2 separate regions of the Triticum aestivum genome follow, and region 2 is linked to region 1. A link is a contact called in public Hi-C data. All regions are on one chromosome and are shown on one strand. The core of a region is the stretch at or near the end of the contact, and the rest is flanking DNA. Distances in the headings are between cores, read along the strand shown. Region 1 has its middle 60 kb from the start of LOC123070290. Region 2 holds the start of LOC123070292 (mitogen-activated protein kinase 8).

The links. A called contact is a pair of places that touch in the nucleus more often than the background predicts.
Region 2: a contact with region 1 is called in a Hi-C map of leaf, with 5 times the contacts expected there. The contact joins the promoter of LOC123070292 here to the enhancer-like site in region 1. A contact is called at or near these places in 4 of 5 Hi-C or Micro-C datasets (leaf and an unstated tissue).

Annotation. Positions count from the first base shown.
Region 1 is chr3B:447,852,109-447,859,278 of IWGSC CS RefSeq v2.1, forward strand. No RefSeq gene overlaps it. Among protein-coding and RNA genes, the nearest start is that of LOC123070290, 60 kb to the left of the region's middle. Within about 2 kb of position 3,518, at least 4 of the 8 cell types and tissues checked have an H3K27ac peak or open chromatin away from gene starts, as enhancers often do. A contact at or near this core is called in leaf, where this site is marked.
Region 2 is chr3B:448,096,661-448,103,830 of IWGSC CS RefSeq v2.1, forward strand. It overlaps LOC123070292 (mitogen-activated protein kinase 8), which reads left to right and starts at 5,661. Exons shown (of 11, transcript XM_044493428.1): 1 at 5,661-6,052. The coding sequence starts at 6,008.

The sequences.
Region 1 (7,170 bases), core at 2,268-4,767:
ACCATCGGCCTCCATTCCGTTCTGCCTCGCTGTAACTTGAAGGCTGCTGCCTCGCCGGCTCACGGCAGGCGCTGCCGCCTGGCACCGTGGCGGCAGGTGCCACGTGTCGCCTGGCGCGCCTGCCGCCACGACCGAGGGTGTCTTTTTTGTCAATTTCATCCGGAGAGGGTCTTTTTTGACAATTCCGTTGGGCAGGGGGTCTTTTTCGACAAAAAATCTGTGGCGCCATCATCGTCGTCGTCGGTGGTGGATCCACGAGCGACTTTGGTAGTTGACTCGCAGCAGCTGCTTGCGTTTGTGGAGTCATGACCGTCAGCAAAAATATGGTCTTTTGTAACATATGTAGCCACCTCCTCCACAGCTGAAAGACGAGATATGGACTTCAGGTTCTTCTTTCAGATCTCCATCCGCCATTGACACGCCATTAGCCCTGCCATGAACTGAAGCCTGCATGCACGAGTTAAAAAAATTCAGATCTGCATTCTTACTGCTAGAACATGAGAAGGGGGAACAACAGAACAGCAATAGCAAAGATGATATGTACATACCGCGATCAAAGAGGATCTGCGGGAGAAAACTTCATGCTATGGATCACTGCTTGTTGGCTGCTCTCGTTGGTCAACGAGTGGAATGCCAAACGAAGCAGAACTTGAAGACACCTGCCCAGCAGAGTACCCGATCGACTGAGCTGCAGACATCTCTGAACTCGTACGCACACATGCAGTCTCAATCAGCTGGTCCCATGCAGTTTCAAATTCGTCTACCGTCAGGCACCACCGGGGAGAAGACAGATCTGATTTTACTTTTCAGCGTCGGTCGGGTGACGATGGCCCACATTGTAGTAATCACTCATCCATCTCGCACGCGGCGCTTGTGTATAACAGACGCACCAGACGGAGTTTCCCATGAACAGTACTTACCACCTGTACCAACAGAACATAACTATCCTGGACCGATATTTACCGGTTATGTTGGACGTCTCCGTTTCCGCATGTAGTTTGCGAACGTACGTAATGGCGCTGTATACATACAACCGCATTTAATACAGTACCCAACGTGTCGTCGCTCCGTTCGCGCCAGCTAGCAGGAGCGCACGAGCCCGTCCGCACCGTCGCCTCTCTCCATATGCTCCCCACTATGACCAGCAGAATCAACATATCCAAGCATCACTGACATAGGCATGCGTGGGGTCTCTTGGGTTAAATAGTACATTGTCCATTATCATACGGGAATTATTGGGAGTACTTTAAGTAGTACGCCTGTCCAAGAGTGCTTTGCGCAAGTTGCATTATTGAAGAGAAAATTCCACCTGTTCCTGCAATTATTGTATTACATGAATGCATAAGGTCTCTACAAAATGATCTAGTGTTTGGAGCTGACTATCAGTCAAGAGCTTGATGGTGTGGCTTACTCCCGGAATAGAGTCGACAAACATGCCATATGCAGCACTTGTTTGGTGCTTGAGAAAATTAATGCACACTGATTTTATCTCTATTTAGGTTTTGTGTGTCTGTCTTGCACATGTGTTGTTCAACAATTGCAGGGTCTATTAAGAAAGTTGGTGCTTGTTGTTCTTGAACTCAACCTATCAAGGGTGCTATATAGAACCAATTTTCGCTTGGTGCGCACATGCGGGCGATGCTAGTATCTATGTTAAGTAAATAGAAATTCAGACCCCTTTGCATGAAGAAATGCACTTTATTATTGAAATACATAAACAATTCACATTATATGCGTTAGTAAATTGCATTGGTGTAAACATGCTACAATTATACACAGAAGATTTCACTGGAATTACTTAACATATTTGGATGTTTTTCTTTTGAGTTTTCTCTTGATACCATAGTTTTAAAAAATACTTTCTGGTGTTAGGATCTAATAAAAATCATAGCTTTACAAAACTTTAGTTTCTCCAATATAAGAGCATCAACGGCCGAGCGTCTCAAACCCTCTCATACACCTGGGCGGACGGACCGGTCAGTGACCTGTCAGACAAACCCAACCAAGATGGACGCCTGAAACCAGCTTCAAACGTCAGGCTGACCGACACCCCTATATCCAACCCAAATATGGGGCATATCTGGGGAGGCCTGGGCGCGACCGGGCGTGTCTACTACGTCGGACCTGGCCCACGCTAGCCCACCCGACCCCACATATATTCATCCCCATCCCATCCCCGGACCAAACCCTAGCCACTCCACTTCACTCTGCCACCCAAGCTCCCGTCCGGCGATCTCCGACATGTTGGGCAGCGGATCTGACTCTGGCCAGTCCAGATCAGTCGACTCGGGTGTCGTCCCATGCGGGTTGGAGAAGGCAATGGTCATCCGCATTGCACTCCGCTGCTCCCGGGAGGACATCACCGGACCGACGGCGGGCTCTGTTTGGCGCAAGTCAATAGCGTCGACACATGGGCGCTCGGATCCGCCGGGATAGGATCATCACGGTCCTCCTGAGAGCCTACCAATCTCCCTTTTCCCATCACTGGTCTGCCGAAGTATGAGTGCTACCAAGACCAGTGTGCCCGCCGTGAGAAGGAGATGATGAGGCCAGCGGAGGCGGCTGATGCGACGGTGCGGGCGGCTGCAGAGGAGGAAGCCATCTGCGCCTGCATTGTAAGAAGCGACGGTGGAGAAATACACATGACCTCGCTCGAGAGCAGAATCGGGCGGTCCATGCCATGGTCGGACTACCCCCAAGGAGAAGGAGGACAACGTCGGGTCAGACAGCTACGGCGACGGGCAGATTCGACTAAATCCCTACTATGTCTTTGACCGCTACTTCCGCGAGAAGGACGACAACGACGCTGGGAAGGGCAATGGCAGCCGCGGATGATTTTCTCCATATGTAGCATGTAGGTTAAACATGAAAATTTTTGGTAGTCCAATAGCATGTTCTAATGTAGTAGTCGAACAATGTGTGTAATACATCATTTACGTAGTTGCATGAGTTTGTATGAATTTGAGGTATACTAATTAAGGTGTCCGATCATGAGAAAGGAAATTTGAGGTGTGACTGGGCAGTGCCCGATTTGAGGGGCCGGATTTGCTAGTATCTCTGAAAACACGCCGTAAACCGCCTGGTGTCTGGTTAAATTTGGCTGCCTTGTTCCATGCAATCGGCCATTCGAGACTTTGCGAGAAGTCACACATCAGCACAATTACTCACGTAAATTCAGCTCAAAAGCTACTCGTACTCCAGTAGAGAAGCGACGGCACTCTATCCGTCACTGGCCTACCAGCCAACACCAGCTGCCGTTTCCCGTTTGGACGGAGTAGAACCGCGGCCAAGTCTCTGACACTGCCTTCGCTTCACCGAGACAGCTGCGGCCTGTCGTCCCTGTCGCTCCGAGTAACGACGAGCAGACACCGATGGATGGCTGGATGCAGCGCATGGCTCGCCCGTCTGCCCCAATGTATGCAAGTGGGGGTGCCACCCACTTCCAAGCCGCGGGTCGTGCTCTGCAGGCTTCGCTCGCTGTATCTAGCTGCAATAGACTAGACGCCCCTCAGTCGGTTTCGCCTCGTGCTCACGGCGTCCGTGCCTGCCTGAGAGACCGCGGCGGTCAAGCAAGCGCGCGGTACGTCGCCTTCTCGTGTGGCGTCGCCTGCGGATCAACGGTGAGCGCAACGTTTAGAAAAGAAGAAACGCTCGTGTCCGGGCCGTGGGTCACGACGAACCAACCGACGGCGAACGCACGGCCCGGGTGGGGCAGCGGACGGCGACGTTGCCTTTTCGAGTAAAAGCGACAGCTCGTCCGATCAATTTGTCCGGTTCCTGCGCGCACATGTGACATGTACGGGAGCTGGGTTCGGACTCGGAGCCACCTCCCCCGGCTAGTTGCCCAAAAGAACTCGGTCAGAGCCCAACATGCTCAACACGGGCGCGGATCCTCTTACTTCTCTTCGGCAAGGCCGCCTCTACCTTAGCCGGGAGAGCCATTGGATCAAAAGCTGGCAGTCCAGATCGAGCGAATCACTGTAGCGTGTGCACTGTTCATACAACACTGTAGCGCATGCACTGTTCATATCACTTTTCAGTGGTCCTGTTGCGCCAGATCTGGACGGTCCGTTCTCGATCCAGCGACTAAAAGTTGGGAAAAGGTAGAGGCATTGTTCCTCTCTGACTTTGCCACAGCAAGGCAGAGAATCCACAGCGGCTCAACACAAGCTAGGTTTTGCTCCTGGAACACAAACACAAGCGGGCAAGGTTGGTGAAGATCTATGCCGTTTTAACTTTTTCTTTTAAAGAAAAGGCAAGAATGCCCGATTTCAAATTAGTGAAGCCATCAGTTGTCTAGAATGCAATGATGTTGAATACAAAGGCCAAAGGCTTGACAAAAACTGGAAAAATACAATCAAAACACGCTAACGACCAAGCATGAGCAAAGTGACACCAAGCATAGCACTAGGTGAAACCAAGATCAAGCCACCGGAGTACTCGACGCAAGCAGAACAACAGAGCAACTGCATCCAGATAACAGTAGATCGATGGGAGCGAGATGAGCCAGGCCGCTTGTTGAAAAATGTTGACTTAGCTACCCGCCTCCTCGGGCCAATGCTGGAGGGAAGTCCACATTCCCCCTTAGTTCAGAACATGCCACAACACGTGGACACCGACACACCAGGCAGCCTGCAGGCAAGCAAAGGCAGGGAGTCGCTAAAGGATGTAGGAGGACCAGCTTGCCACTACCAATTACGTTGAGCAGGAGAGCAAAGTAACGCCACCGCCAATAACCACCTCGCAGCGGGACCACGACCCCCATCCTTCCCTAGAACAACGCTTCCAGGAAGGGCTGAGACGCCAGAGCGCCGTCGTTGTCTCGCCAAGGCTTTCACCCGGGAGCAGGAAAGGGGAGGGGCGGACATGGAAGCTCAACACTCCCTCGAGAGGGAGCACGACACCAGAGTGTTAGAGTATAATGTCCGACCCTCTCCCATCACATCGATCTTTTGGCTGCATTGGCTAGAGCATGCACTTCTAGATGGTATTAGAGCCAAGAGATCTTGAGTTCAAGACCCGACTGGCGCAATTAAATTGCAGCCCACTTTCGGTCCATGTTTAGACATGAGGGAGCCACACTTGGGGGAGTGTTGACGTATAAATGTATTGTCTAGTCTCTTACATCAGATCGATTTGATGGGTGAACTGGTTAAGTGCATAAAATTACAACCAAGAGGTTTAGGGTTCAAAACCTAGTAAACGCAATAAATCATTGTGGCCTACCCCCGCTTTCGCTGCCCACGTCATAAACTTTAAAGGAGCATAGAGGTGAGGGGGGGGGGTGTTGGAGTATAATGTCGGACCCTCTCCCATAGATCGGTCTTTTGATTACATTGGCTAGAGCATGCACTTCTACACGAAGCGTCGCCGATGTCGAGGTCGATGCGAAGGGTTTCCCCCTTTCCAAAGAGCCCACCACCCCACCCTCAAAAGCCAGAGCCGCAACTAGATCGGCGAGTGAGGACCACATTGAGGAGGAAGGAGGCCGAGACCAAAAGAGACCATCAAAGCCACCCGTTGTTGTAACGAACCCTTGCCGCCCTCATGCCACCCAGGCTGCCGGAAGGGACGATCAACACCTGAGAGAGCCATCCACCAGAGAGATCGACGCTGCCGTCTCCATTGCAGGCCGCCGCCCAGGCTGCCAAAGCTCCTTGCACCGACACAAGACAACTGATTTTTTACAGAGTTATCGGACACCGGTGTAGGTTCAAGATGGAAAATAAGGAGAATAAGGGCGCACCCCATGAAATTAAAGGGGGGAGATTTAGTTAGAAAAGATCTGTATAGTGCGTGTAAAAGTTCGTGGATGTAGTGATGGAAATATGCCCTAGAGGCAATAATAAAGTTGTTATTATTATATTTCCTTATTCATGATAAAGGTTTATTATTCATGCTAGAATTGTATTGACCGGAAACTTAAATACATGTGTGGATACATAAAAAAATACCGTGTCCCTAGTGAGCCTCTACTAGACTAGCTCATTGATCAAAAGATGGCTAAGGTTTCCTAACCATAGACATGAGTTGTCATTTGATAACGGGATCACATCATTAGGAGAATGATGTAATGGATAAGACCCATCCGTTAGCTTAGCATATGATCGTTCAGTTTATTGCTAGTGCTTTCTTAATGTCAAATGCATGTTCCTTTGACCATGAGATCATGCAACTCCCGGATACCAAAGGAATTCCTTGTGTGCTATCAAACATCACAATGTAACTAGATGATTAAAAAGATGCTCTACAGGTATCTCCGAAGGTGTCTGTTGAGTTGACGTGAATCGAGATTGCGATTTCTCACTCCGTGTATTGGAGAGGTACCTCTGGGCCCTTTCGGTAATAAACATCATAAGAAGCTTGCAAGCAAAGTGACTAAGGAGTTAGTTACGATATGATGTATTACAGAACGAGTAAAGAGACTTGCCGGTAACAAGATTGAACTAGGTATGGAGATATCGATGATCGAATCTCGGGCAAGTAACATACCAACAGACAAAGGGAATTACGTATGTTGTCATAAAGGTTCGACCGATAAAGATCTTTGTAGAATATGTAGGAATCAATATGGGAATCCAGGTCCCGCTATTGATTATTGACCAGTGAGTCGTCTTGGTCATGTCTACATCATTCTCGAACCCGTAGGGTCTGCCCGCTTAACGTTCATTGACGATATAGTATTATATGAATTAGGTGAATTGGTGACCGAATGTTGTTCGGAGTCCCGAATGAGATCACGAACATGACGAGGAGCTCCGGAATGGTCTGAAGGTAAAGATTGATATATAGGACGATGTTATTTGGTAACCGAAAAGGTTTTAGAATGTATCGAGTAGTCATCGGATCACCGAAAGGGGTTCCGGAAAGCCCCGAAAGATAATGGGCCATATGGGCCAAAAGAGGGGAAGACACCAGCCCACAAGGGGCCGGCGCGCCCCTCCTATGGCCGCAGCCCTTGGGGAGAAAACGAAGGGGGGGAGTCGGCTTCCCCTGCCTTACTCTCCTCCCCCCCGAGCAAATAAGGAAGGGAGGCGCCATAGGGCAGGAGACCAAGGGGGTCGGCGGCCAACCTTGGGGCGCCCCCTGGCTGCCTCCCCTCACCCACCTATATATATATACGTGTGCGGCGCCCCTCTCCACAGTTTCATCCCCCGTCTAGTTTTTCGC
Region 2 (7,170 bases), core at 4,411-6,910, 250 kb after region 1:
AAGTTGTCGTTTCTTAAAGTTTGGGGCTGCGATGCTTATGTGAAAAAGTTTCAACCTGATAAGCTCAAACCCAAATCGGAGAAGTGCGTCTTCATAGAATACCCAAAGGAAATTGTTGGGTACACCTTCTATCACAGATCCGAAGGCAAAAGTCTTTGTTGCTAAGAATGGATCCTTTCTAGAGAAGAAGTTTCTGTCGAAATAAGTGAGTGGGAGGAAAGTAGAACTTGATGAGGTAATTGTACATTCTCCCTTATTGGAAAATAGTTCATCACAGAAATCAGTTCCAGTGATTCCTACACCAATTAGTGAGGAAGTTAATGATGATGATCATGAAACTTCAGATCAAGTTGCTACCAAACCTCATAGGTCTTCCAGAGTAAGATCCACACCAGAGTGGTACGGTAATCATGTTTTGGAAGTCATGTTACTAGACCATGATGAACCTACGAACTATGAGGAAGCGATAGTGAGCCCAGATTCCGCGAAATGTCTTGAGGCCATAAAACCTGAGATATGATCCATGTATGAGAACAAAGTATGGACTTTGATTGACTTCCTCGATGATCAGCAAGCCATGTTAAATAAATGGATCTTCAAGAGGAAGACGGACACTGATAGTAGTGTTACTATCTACTAAGCTCGACTTGTTGCGAAAGGTTTTCGACAAGTTCAAGGTGTTGAATATAATGAGATTTTCTCACTCGTAACGATGCTTAAGTCTATCAGAATCATGTTAGCAATTGCCACATTTTATGAAATCTGGCAAATGGATGTCAAAACTACATTTCTTTATGGATTTATTAAAGAAGAGTTGTATATGATGCAACCAGAAGGTTTTGTCAATCCTAAAGGTGCTAACAAAGTGTGCAAGCTCCAGCAATCCATCAATGGACTGGTGCAAGCATCTCGGAGTTGGAATATACACTTTGATGAGTTGATCAAAGCATATGGTTTTATGCAGACTTTTGGAAAGGCCTGTATTTACAAGAAAGTGAGTGGGAGCACTACAACCTTTCTGATAAGTATATGTGAATGACATATTTTTGATCAAAAATAATGTAGAATTTTCTGGAAAGCATAAAGGAGTGTTTGAAAGGAGTTTTTCAAATAAAGACCTCAGTAAAGCTACTTACATATTGAGCATTAAGATCTATTGAGATAGATCAAGACGCTTGATAAGATTTTCAATGAGTACATACCTTGACAAGATTTTGAAGCAATTCAAAATGGAACAGTCAAAGAAAGAGTTCTTGCCTATGTTGCAAAGGTATGGAATTGAGTAAGACTCAAATCCCGACCACGACAGAAAATATAAAGAGAATGAAAGTCATTTCCTATGCATCAGCCATAGGTTCTATAAAAGTATGCCATGCTATGGACCAGATCTATTGTATACTCTGCCTATTTTAGCAAGGGAGTACAATAGTGATCTAAGAGTAGATCACTGGACAACGGTCAAGAATATCCTTAGTGAGGACTAAGGAAATATTTTTCGATTATGGAGATGATAAAAGAGCCCGTCGTAAAGAGTTACATCGGTGCAAGCTTTTACACTGATCCAGATGACTCTAAGTCTCAATCTGGATACATATTGAAAGTGGGAGCAATTAGCTAGAGTAGCTCCGTGCAGAGCATTGTAGACATAGAATATTTGCAAAATACATACGGCTCTGAATGTGACAGACCCATTGACTAAACTTCTCTCACGAGCAAAACATGATCACACCTTAGTACTCTTTGGGTGTTAATCACATAGCAATGTGAACTAGATTATTGACTCTAGTAAACCCTTTGGGTGTTGGTCACATGACGATGTGAACTATAGGTGTTAATCATATACAGATATGAATATTGGTGTTAAATCACATGATGATGTGAACTAGATTATTGACTCTAGTGCAAGTGGGAGACTGAAGGAAATATGCCCTAGAGGCAATAATAAAGTTATTATTTATTTCCTTATTTCATGATAAATGTTTATTATTCATGCTAGAATTGTATTAACCGGAAACATGATGCATATGTGAATACATAGACAAACTGAGTGTCACTAGTATGCCTCTACTTGACTAGCTCATTAATCAAAGATGGTTATGTTTCCTAGCCATGGACAAAGAGTTGTCATTTGATTAACGGGATCACATCATTAGGAGAATGATGTGATTGACTTGACCCATTCCGTTAGCCTTAGCACTTGATCGTTTAGTATCTTGCTACTGCTTTCTTCATGACTTATACATGTTCCTATGACTATGAGATTATGCAACTCCCGTTTACCGGAGGAACACTTTGTGTGCTACCAAACGTCACAACGTAACTGGGTGATTATAAATGAGCTCTACAGGTGTCTCCGAAGGTACATGTTGGGTTGGTGTATTTCGAGATTAGGATTTGTCACTCCGATTGTCAGAGAGGTATCTCTAGGCCCACTCGGTAATACACATCACTATAAGCCTTGCAAGCATTGCAACTAATGAGTTAGTTGCGGGATGATGTATTACGTAACGAGTAAAGAGACTTGCTGGTAACGAGATTGAACTAGGTATTGGATACCGACGATCGAATCTCGAGCAAGTAACATACCGATGACAAAGGGAACAACATATGTTGTTATGCGGTTTGACCGATAAAGATCTTCGTAGAATATGTAGGAGCCAATATGAGCATCCAGGTTCCGCTATTGGTTATTGACCGGAAATTTTTCTAGGTCATGTCTACATAGTTCTTTAACCCGTAGGGTCCGCACGCTTAACGTTACGATGATAGTTATATTATGAGTTTATAGTTTTTGATGTACCGAAGGTTGTTCGCAGTCCCGGATGTGATCACGGACATGACGAGGAGTCTCAAAATGGTCGAGGCGTAAAGATTGATATATTGGAAGCCTGTATTTGGATATCAGAATCGTTCCGGGTGAAATCGGGATTTTACCGGAGTACCGGGGGGTTACCGGACCCCCCCAGGGGGTTAATGGGCCTACTGCTATATAGCATCATAGTACCATCGCCCGTTCTGCTCAAGCGCTACTGCTATATAGCATCAGCGTTTTCCTTGAACAAGCGCTACTGGTGAGCTCCTGTGTATAAGCATTTCCCTAGTAGTGGTAGGAAAGCTACAGAACGCCATCGCCTACACTAAGGAACCACAGCCAAACAGCCGGCGCGCACACTGCAGCTAGAGCAGCAGAGCAAAGGCCAACCAAAGATGCCAACGAACGCAGATGGGAGAAGCTAAACCGCATGGAGAGAAACCCAATATTGTCGTCCCCAAAGGGGCCATTGTTGGAGAGAAAACACAACCTCCCCTACGTCCATGCCGTGCCACTACACGAGGATGCGATACACTGGCCAACAACCCATGAGGGTACTATACAAGAACCGCTGAAGGATTGCGGACCAACCAACTCGCCCCCACATCATCGGCGGCCTAGAGAGCAATGCACCAACGTTGCCGCCATCCACCAAACACCACAACCGCAACTTCCGCCCATCCCTAGGACGACGCCTCCAAGGAGGAATACGCCGCTGGAACGCCGCCGCCGTCCAGCCTAAAAGGCCAAGGTTTCACCTAGGAGCGCAAGGGAGGAAGAGGGGTGGCGAGATTGGAAGCTCGACACGCCCTCAGGAGCCTACGCCGACGCCGTCGAGGTCGACGCATAGTAGACCATGGGATTCCCCCGTTCCAGAGCTCCCGCCACCCGACGCCCAACAGCCAGATCTGACCGTAGCAAGGGGAGGAGGCCAGGACCCATATCCGGCGGAGCCAGCAGAGCATCCCGTAGCCACGGAGGATCTGTGCTGCCCTACCGCCGCCCACACGACCGGAAGAGACGGCCAGCTCCCCTGATGCCATCAACCGACGAGATTCGCGCCGCTGCCCCCGCTTCTGGAGCCCCCTGCGACGGGGCAGGGCAGCCGAGCCACACCGCCACCTTCATCGGAGGCCGCACAGCAAGGCCGTCGGAGTCCTCAGGCGACGGCATGAAGGAGGGAGGGGGGGGAGGGCTCGAGGCGCTAGGGTTCGGTCGCCCTCGAGTCGCGCACGAGGTGCGACGCGAGAGCCGGGGGGAGGGGGTGCCTGTACATATTTGACTTTTCTTTATATATATGGAACGATTGTTTTGCGGTTTTCGGTTAAAGAAACTAAAAGAGTGCATTCATCAATAATAAGAAGCAAAGCTAGCTACACATTATTATGTGATACAATAATAACTCATATCATGTGGTGCATGGTACGTAAATTAGCTGGGACGTCAATTGGAGTTGTTGAGCAGCAACGAGACCTAATACCCGGAGAGATAAATAAATAAAGTACTCCAATAAATTTAACACGTACAGTTGGTATGGTAGTGATCATTCTGTATTTTGAAATGAAACTTCATGATGATATGGATCTTATCTAGTATACTACCTATATCAAGGTTTACTAGTCCTCCTAATATTATGGGTCATATTGACCATACATTTAACTAAAATAGTATATAAGTTATATGTTGCAAAAATAATATCATTCCAAACTACTACGTCCGTCCGGATTTATGAGTCCCTATTGTATTGTTGGACAACTTTGACAATTGATTTAACTATCAAATGTATGTTATATACCACAAAAATAGTATCATTGGAAACCTGATTCAAATGTGAATCAAACAATAAAATTTTGTGACATACAACTCATATTTTATAGTTACATTTACATCCGGCACAAAATAGAAAGGGACCAATAAATCACAACGAAAATAGATATTCAAAGATAAATCCAACACTGTAATTTGTTGTGACATGCATTAACATCTTACTATTTAAATATATGGTTAAACTTTGACCCAAAATACGATAGGAACTAGTAAGCCCAAACGGAGGTAAGTACGGAGAAGCAGGCAGGAACATTTGCGACCGGGTTTGTTGACAGTGGATAAAGTTGAATAAATTCGAAGCATTTTAGTAGGCGAGGGATGAGCTGATGCTGGTGATGATTCCCTCCCATAAAAAGACGATCACATGGGTAGGAAATGAAGAAAGGAAAAGAAGATGGATGATTAGCACCACAGCACATGCGAGGCCCGATTAGGTTATTTGGCGTCATGTACGTATGTCGGTGAGACCTTATCCTGCTGCTATGAATATTGTTGAGATGAGATGGAAGAAATCCAGATCCACCAACCAATAAGATAACCGCGCTTTCTTATCGTATCACGGCCCCGGCGCAGCGCACGAAACTTCCCACGCGAACAGAACCGCCTAGTGCTCATTTTTACTGCTGTACTCCGTTCCGTTCGGATAGAAAAAGGTGCGGAAAAGCCGTTGGGTTTAGATAAAAATAACTTGCGTTCCACGCACATCCCCATATTGGCGTGGCTGGCCATGTGATTGATGCAAGTCGCCACAAAATAAGCACGCAAGCTGAACAAAAGTGTGTTAATATTAGTAAAAAAAGAAAGGTGGTTTTGCCGGTCGCCGTCGTCGCGCCGGCCAAACCAGAAAAACGCATGCCTGGCCACCACGCCACGCCGCTCCAAACTCAACCGGAGCGGAACGGATCTCCACAAAATCATCCACATCGTCAATCACATGGTGACCCACCGCCGCGCGGCTGTCAAAAGAAAGAAAGAAAGCAAGCAAGCACTTCTTTTTAACGCCCGCCCGCCCGCCTGCCCGAGGACCAGTCAGTCGCCGAACGAACCCGATCGCTCGCACCAGACGAACGAGACGAGACGGAGCTCCTTGTGTTTGCCCTTCACGTTGCCCCACCCCCACCGGGCCACAGGACGAAACCAACGCCACAACAACTCACACCCCCTTCGCCCGCGAGTTGCTCAGTCGCAGCGAGCCGGGCCACAAGACACGAGCGTTCCGGTTCAGGCTGGGGTTGGGGTTGCGCTCGTTTCATCGTCGATCCGCCCACCCCGCCATACCGGCCCGGGGACAGAGATCTCTCCCTCGCGCGCGCGTGCCGGCGGTGACAAATGCGGATTGATTCGCCGGTGGACAAGCGGCGGTGAGCGATGCAGCCGGACCAGCAACAACACCAGCACCAGCAGCGGAGGAAGGTGAGACCGTGCGCCAGGGGTTGCTGTTTGTTGCGGGGTGGTTGGCTGCCTTTCGGTGCCCGTGTGGGTTGTTGGCGCTTCGAGATCGGTTCGTTCGTCCGGCGGGTTGGATGAACCTACCTCGCCCCGGGGGAGGATTCTTTTTTCTTTTTGATTGATGACGAGGGGGCACTGGACTCGTGGGATCCGGGGGGTTCCGCCGCGCACGCCCGTCAGAATTATCTCTTGCCATTGCTATCCTGCAACTTCTCTTCTCCTTCCGTCGACAATTCCTTCCTTCCTTCCGTTTAGTTGAGGTTGTTGATTTCAGCTTCGGAGTCCAACTGAATTCTTTTCTTCCATTTCTTATTGCGAAAAGGGGATCCTTTTCACTCCTGTTTCTGGATCACAATTCATCTCAATTATCAACACAAGGTTCTCTGTTGGATTTCCCTAGTGGGTGCTTTCCTGAAATCTTCTTCTGCGGTCGGGCTTGGGCACCGTCTTTTCTTGCCTTGTCCCTCTATAAAGGAAATGATATTCTTTTCTAACTTTTCCATTCCATGCTAGTAGTTGAATACTCATTGCTTCGTAAAGGATTGTTGAGGCCTTTCCAACTCCTGTAATCAACACCAGGGGAAAGAAAAAAAAAGAGGGTGATTCAGATGCAACCTAAGAGGTGCCACAAACGCAAATGCGGTATTAGATTCGCTGAGTAGATATGTTTATCTCAACTCAACCCAATTCTGTGGTCATCTTACCGTCCTTTTTCTTGCAAAAAGTTATAGCCAATCATCTTAATTGTCTCAGTGGATTAGGTTAGGTTGTCAATATATTCTATGCCCACTTGGGAGGCATATTGATATTGATATAGATGGTTATATATGCCCAAGAACACATCCTTAAATAGTCATTCTTGGGCCCTTTGTGCTCGATAAGCGCTGTTTTCCTCATAGCTGGAGGCCAAGGAATAGGAATTTTGCATCGGAAAGGGAGTTGTAGCTACCGTCTTTGCGCGCCGTGATCCAGAAGCTTACGGAATCCAACTTTTTGTGCTGTATACAACTCTGCAAGTCAGTTGGATGCAGATTACAAGTCTGCTGTTTCAGTGGTCTGTTCGGTATGAAGTGACCTTTATA